2 separate regions of the Triticum aestivum genome follow, and region 2 is linked to region 1. A link is a contact called in public Hi-C data. All regions are on one chromosome and are shown on one strand. Each heading gives the region's core, a stretch centred on a gene start, on an enhancer-like site or on the middle of the called end of the contact. The rest is flanking DNA. Distances are from core to core; before and after follow the strand shown. Region 1 holds the start of LOC123063173 (NAC domain-containing protein 83). Region 2 has its middle 37 kb from the start of LOC123063174.

Evidence for each region. Hi-C and Micro-C count contacts between places; a contact is called where the count stands out from the background.
Region 2: a Hi-C map of leaf shows a contact between it and region 1, with 4 times the contacts expected there. The contact joins the enhancer-like site here to the promoter of LOC123063173 in region 1. A contact is called at or near these places in 2 of 5 Hi-C or Micro-C datasets (leaf and root) and 1 of 1 datasets of contacts at active chromatin or transcription factors (leaf).

Annotation. Positions count from the first base shown.
Region 1 is chr3A:681,902,959-681,905,841 of IWGSC CS RefSeq v2.1, forward strand. It overlaps LOC123063173 (NAC domain-containing protein 83), which reads left to right and starts at 1,400. Exons shown (of 2, transcript XM_044486906.1): 1 at 1,400-2,089; 2 at 2,173-2,883. The coding sequence starts at 1,870. The coding sequence ends at 2,645.
Region 2 is chr3A:682,154,751-682,157,633 of IWGSC CS RefSeq v2.1, forward strand. No RefSeq gene overlaps it. Among protein-coding and RNA genes, the nearest start is that of LOC123063174, 37 kb to the right of the region's middle. Within about 2 kb of position 1,446, at least 4 of the 8 cell types and tissues checked have an H3K27ac peak or open chromatin away from gene starts, as enhancers often do. A contact at or near this core is called in leaf, where this site is marked.

The DNA.
Region 1 (2,883 bases), core at 150-2,649:
GGCGGAAGGCAGAGAAAATGTAATATTAGCAGAGGAGGTCGGCTACATGAGGCGACGGCTACACCTCACGTATTTGGTTTCGTGTTGTCCACCTAATTCCATGGGTTGTATATCAGAAACGAAGGCAGGAACACGTACGTGGTGGAGAGCAAGGAAACAGTCGAGAACAAAAGTTATCCGTGTTTTTTCTTGTTGACACGTCCCGCTCCTGAACCAGTCCCTGAATCGAACCCGAGAGGAGCGTCCGAGACACAGGTGCTCGGTGCGTTCTCTCCCAGTCAGCACAACAGTGAAGGCATCGTCGCTGGCGCCGGTGGCCAACCCAACCGGGCCGTCGCGCCGGACGTCCGCGCTACCGCGGATGGGCATACGCCACCGCGCATGCATCGACAAGCCCAACCGCATGCGGAAAAGGGTGTCGATCGGTACGTCCGAAAGGAAACGCCACTGCTCACGTGGTTGAGTAGAGACCAGTCCATGTACCGGTCCATCGCCCGTCGCCGGAGTCCCGACGGAACAGCGCCGGTGCCGGGACGGCAGCGAGGACGGGACGGGAGCCGGGCGGTGCGGTTCACGTGACGGGAAAGCGCAGGCGACGACGACGTAGGTACTACTGAGCCTGACCTGGGCACCTGGCTGGCCAGTGCCAGACAGCCGGGCACGGACGGACGCACGCACCCATGGACGAAGGCAGCAGCACAATGTTGCAGCGCGCGGTGCTGATGCCGGCCACGCGCAATGCCCGATGGCCGTGCGCGGCAGCGTGCGTGCATGCATGGCCCCGCCCCGTCCACTTCACCCGTGCAACCGCCCGGCCGGGGACCTCCCTCCCCTCGGATGCCGCAGCAAAGCCAAAGCCGGAGCCGGAGGCGGGGGCGGAGGTGCAAGTGGCAACGGCAACGGACGGCCATGCATGCATTTGACTCCGAAAGCTGCTGTGAAGTCCACCCCAAAAGCGGGCCGCCGTTGCCGCGGCGCACTCATCACCAAACGTTTCAGCCCGGAGGGTGAACTGGCGAGGTAATTAAGCTGGAAGGCTGCTTGTGGCGCAGCCCATCCGTCTCTTTTGGGCGCTGCCGCACGGGCACGCGAGGTGTCAGCGCTCCGATTCCTTCTCCGTAGTAAAAAAAGTAAGCTCTTAAATTGAACGCCGGAATCCAAGGTAGGTGGCCGTCGATTCCCCGTTGCAGCGCGTTGCTGTAACGTGGAAGCTTCTCCTTCCCCCTCCCTCCTCCAGCACAACAGAAAAATGGAAAAGAAGGGAGGAGATGGGAAGGAATTTCGTTTCGACGGCAGGGCGGCATAGAGAAGAGAAAAGAAAAGAGAAAGAGAGAATCGGGCGCGCACGAAAAAGATGGCCTTTCGATGCCTTGTTCTCCTTCCCCTCTCCCCTCCCGGAGACAGGTGCAGAGGGAGGGAGGGTCCCTGCGTGCTTGCTTAAGCCCGGAGCTCACCGGTTGGAGGGTGATTAAGGGCTGCACGGGACGCCCGCTCCCGCTTTCCCTTTCTCTGTTCCCTTCGCTTGATGGAAAGGGCAGGGCAAGAAGAAAGGAAAGCCGAGCTCGCCGATGGCGGTTGAGTGTGTTTCACGACACCGGCCGCCTGCCACTATATAACCGCCAACCGCCTCCCCCTTTCCCGCTAGCTATCATCCCGCACCCGCACGAGCTCAACCACTCTCTCTCTCTCTCTTCTACCTCTGATCCGTCCTCCATGGAGGGGCGAGCGAGTGTGTGAGTTGAGTCTGACTTGCATGTGAGCCAGCCTACAGCGAGCACACGGCCCATCCTAGACAGAGAGAGAGAGAGGAAGTAATCTTGCTTGCTTGCTTAGTTGGGTTGGGTTGGGTTGTGCTTTGTGTGTGCGTCTATGGCGCTGCCGGCGGAGAGGCGGGCGGAGGAGGCCGCGGGCGTCGGCGGGTGCCGGGCGCCGGCCGGCCAGGGCGGGCTGCCCGTCGGGTTCCGGTTCCGGCCCACCGACGAGGAGCTGCTGCTGCACTACCTGCGCCGCAAGGCCCTCTCCTGCCCCCTCCCCGCCGACATCATCCCCGTCGCCGACCTCGCGCGCCTCCACCCATCGGACCTGCCAGGTACGCTCCACTTACTCGCCGTATCACTGACCAACGGAGCTGCCGCTGCCGCATTGCGCTGACTGTTTGCCATGTGCGTGCAGGCGAGGCCGACGGCGAGCGCTACTTCTTCCACCTGCCGGCGACGGGGTGCTGGCGGAAGGGCGGCGGCGCGGGCAGGGCGGGCGGCAGCGGCGTGTGGAGGGCCTCCGGGAAGGAGCGGCTGGTCGTGGCGCCACGCTGCGGCCGGCCTATCGGCGCCAAGCGGACGCTCGTCTTCTGCCGCCCAGGCGGCGCGCGCACCGGCTGGGCCATGCACGAGTACCGCCTGCTCCCCGCCGGCCTCGCCGCCTACGCCACACCCAAGAGCCTCCACGCCGCCAAGGACTGGGTGGTCTGCCGCGTGTTCAAGAAGGCCACGCCAGCGCGCCACGGCACAGCGGGGCGGCGTAGGGGGGACGCCGACGCCGACATGACACCGGCGTCACCGTCCCCGGCGTCCTCCTGCGTGACCGAGTCGGGCATGGAGGAGGACGATGATGAGACCGCCTCTAACCTGGCGCGGCGAGAGGATTAGAGCAGCTGACCTGACCTCAATCATGGTCCCTGTAATTTTCTAATGAGTGCCCCTTTAATTCGTGGATCTGCTAATGTGGTACTAGTCCGTAGTAGCAGCAGTAGTAATCATCAGCCCCAACTTATCAGGAGAAACAAACCGAGCTCAAGCAATCAGCAAACCGAGCTCAAGCAATCAAACACCTCACCATGTTTGACGAGTGAGCTGAGACTGAGAGCTCACTGTGAATCAAAGAGTT
Region 2 (2,883 bases), core at 196-2,695, 250 kb after region 1:
GGGAGGAGACGTTTCCGTCGACGATGAGGCGCCTACGGTGACTTCGTAAATCTCAAGATGATATGTCGGCTCAGTCTCAGCGCTTGCGTGTGTACTGATGTTCAAGAAATAACTAGAGTTCCCAATTTTGTTTTATTCACATGAAAAAATGACAATGGTTTAATTGGCCATTAATATATAATCACTTTTCTGCATAAGATGAGCCATATCATAACGTGATATTCTTATCAAGTCAAATTTACCACAATCATGCAAGCCTAAACATATTACTAATTTAACAAAAATATGTTCAATCTCTTTCGCTCCCCTATTCCATGGCTGCTAGGGCAAACACTTCCCTCCAAGCTTCGCCAACGAGCCCGTGGACTCGCCTTCCCCCTGCCTGTCGCTCTGGCAGCCGGTGTTCGGGAGGGGAATCCTAGTTCCTCCACTCCGGCTTGTTGTTTAGGTTAGGGTTTTGTAGTGCTCGCATGTGCAGCGCTTAGGCGGATGGCGATAATTCTTCTTCGAGTTTGTCTTTCGGACTTTGATTCTCCTCGAGTTTGTTCATATGGACATAGTCGACGTAGCTCCGGCGTAGATTCCTGTCGTCTTCCTGGGATGGTGAGGTTACGGTTTCTCGTCATGTGGCAAGATCTGGTATCAGATACTTCAAATCTATTTAAGGGTTCGGCGACGATAACTGTGACTCCAGTTTGCTGGTCCTAGGGGCACGTGTACAAGAAGACTTCCCGGCTGTTATCGGCATGGTCAAACCGGCTCCGATAGGGGAGCGGCCACAACGACCCGTCGGCGGTCCGTTCTGGCTGTGATAGTGTGCTCTCAGAATCTCGATGTTTTATTATGTTTGAGGTGATTTATACTGTCGGTGAACTTTAATAATACATCTCGAACATTTTCACAAAAGAAAATTTCCAACATAATACTGTAATTAATAAGGTATGACGCGCGCATGACAAACGAATTGCTTGGATGCATAAAATAGAACGGCGGCGTGTGAAATCGACGTTGCCACGACAGAGCAAAGAAAGAAAGAGAGAAAGAAACACTCTAGGAGCACGAGAAACGGACGCCTACGAGCATCCACGGCTGATGTGAGCTGACTCGCCGGAATCTATTGAATTTGAAACTTCATTAGCGGCCGGCCCACAGGCTCGTACCAGTACCACAACAACAGGGACCATACATACATGCATGAACCAACCGGTTTCTTCCTGACGTTGATGAGAGAACGAATTTCACCGGAGTGAAACTGTGTGCCGCCGAACACTGAACCAAGATGGTACTATCTGCCGCCTGTGTCTCCGCTCAATGTTCAGACAAACCATGGAAGGCAAGGTACTACATGAAATTGTATTGTTCTTAGACAGCAACGGGCCGGGGCCGTCGTTATCCTGGGACGGAGCCAGCAGAGGAGTCAAAGCCGTATTTAAATGGGACGCAGGCACAGCCTAGCCTGACGGCGCCAGCAAGCACAGCCGGGTCGAGGCTGCCAGCAATTCCAGACAGAGACGACTGGGGGAGCCCCGTCTTTTCACCAGTGTCTGCCCGGTTCAGGCTCAGGCTCAGGCTCAACCTCATCAATCAACGCAACAGTGTCAGACTCGGCGGAAAGGAGAAGATGACACCGGCGTTTGGCATGTGCCCAATCGCCTCCGTCTCCGGACGCAACCGGCGACCAAGACGACACCGGCGCGTGCGTCCCTGTACCGACGGACGGAAAGGAGAAGATCCGGTCTGGAAAGAACCGGAGGTTCCTTGTAGGGTTCCTTGTTGGCTTGGAGCACACACAACGCTCGACACATAGAGTGGATGAGGTGAAGGTACAATTGAATGAACGATGGAGGCAGGCACATGGGCTGGACTTGCTGCTGCAGTGCCACTTAACTTGGAATCTTTGGATGCGTGGAGAAATGGAGATGGCAACCCATCGGTTTTAGTAGAGTCTCACTCGTATATTTAACCGGAGTGTCTATCTTGGTCAGAGGAGATGGTGTGCCGAACCAATGAAGTTTCTTTTACACACAAAAGCTTTTCTCAAAGTTTGTCAACTTCCCTTTGCCATAAGCACGCAAGCACTAGGTTAGGCTAATTCAGCTGTCAAGCAGGGGCGGGCCCAGGATTTCAAGAGTGTGTATTCAAAATTTCAAAGGTAGTTTTTTGAAAGAGTAAAGACTTGTTTGGTGTATACAATTGATTCTAGTACCAGTTATAAAAATTGGATAATACATAAAGATATATCCTAATATAATAGATTTACATAATTGATCATAACTTCAAATTCTACACCATATAGAAATACTATTTGTTCAACATATCGAAGTGAGGAAGTGGCAACATCTAAGAATATAGAGATAGAAAATAAAAAATGGTAAAAGAACTTACAGCAGCAGTTAGAGGATAACTTTCTGATCCTTGATGCTTTGAAAATGGGTGATGATGTCATTTTACATAACTTGCAAGAAAAAATATTTTTCCATAAATGTAACCAGGCACTCATTCAACTAATTTTGCCCCATATTTCTTATTAGCTTCTTAACAATATTTTGAAAAAAAAATTAAGCAGCGTGAGATACAGAGAGAAATCAATAACCAATGTCTCATTAGCAAGATGAATTTAGTTCAACTAAGAATCAGCATAAGGAGCAACCCCAGATCCCAATTTTAATAGTTGTAATGTATTAGACCACATGAACACATCTATTTTCGATGAACAGAAAATACTTACTACTAGTTGAACCTAGGGCTTAAAAATTGAAGACCGATGCATGTAAAGATCAGTATCATAGGGGTGAGGGTCGGATATCATGCCGCCGGAATCTGGATGGTGTGCACTACGTCGCGCCGCCTGCCAGTGCTTGCCGCCATGCACGCATGCGACAA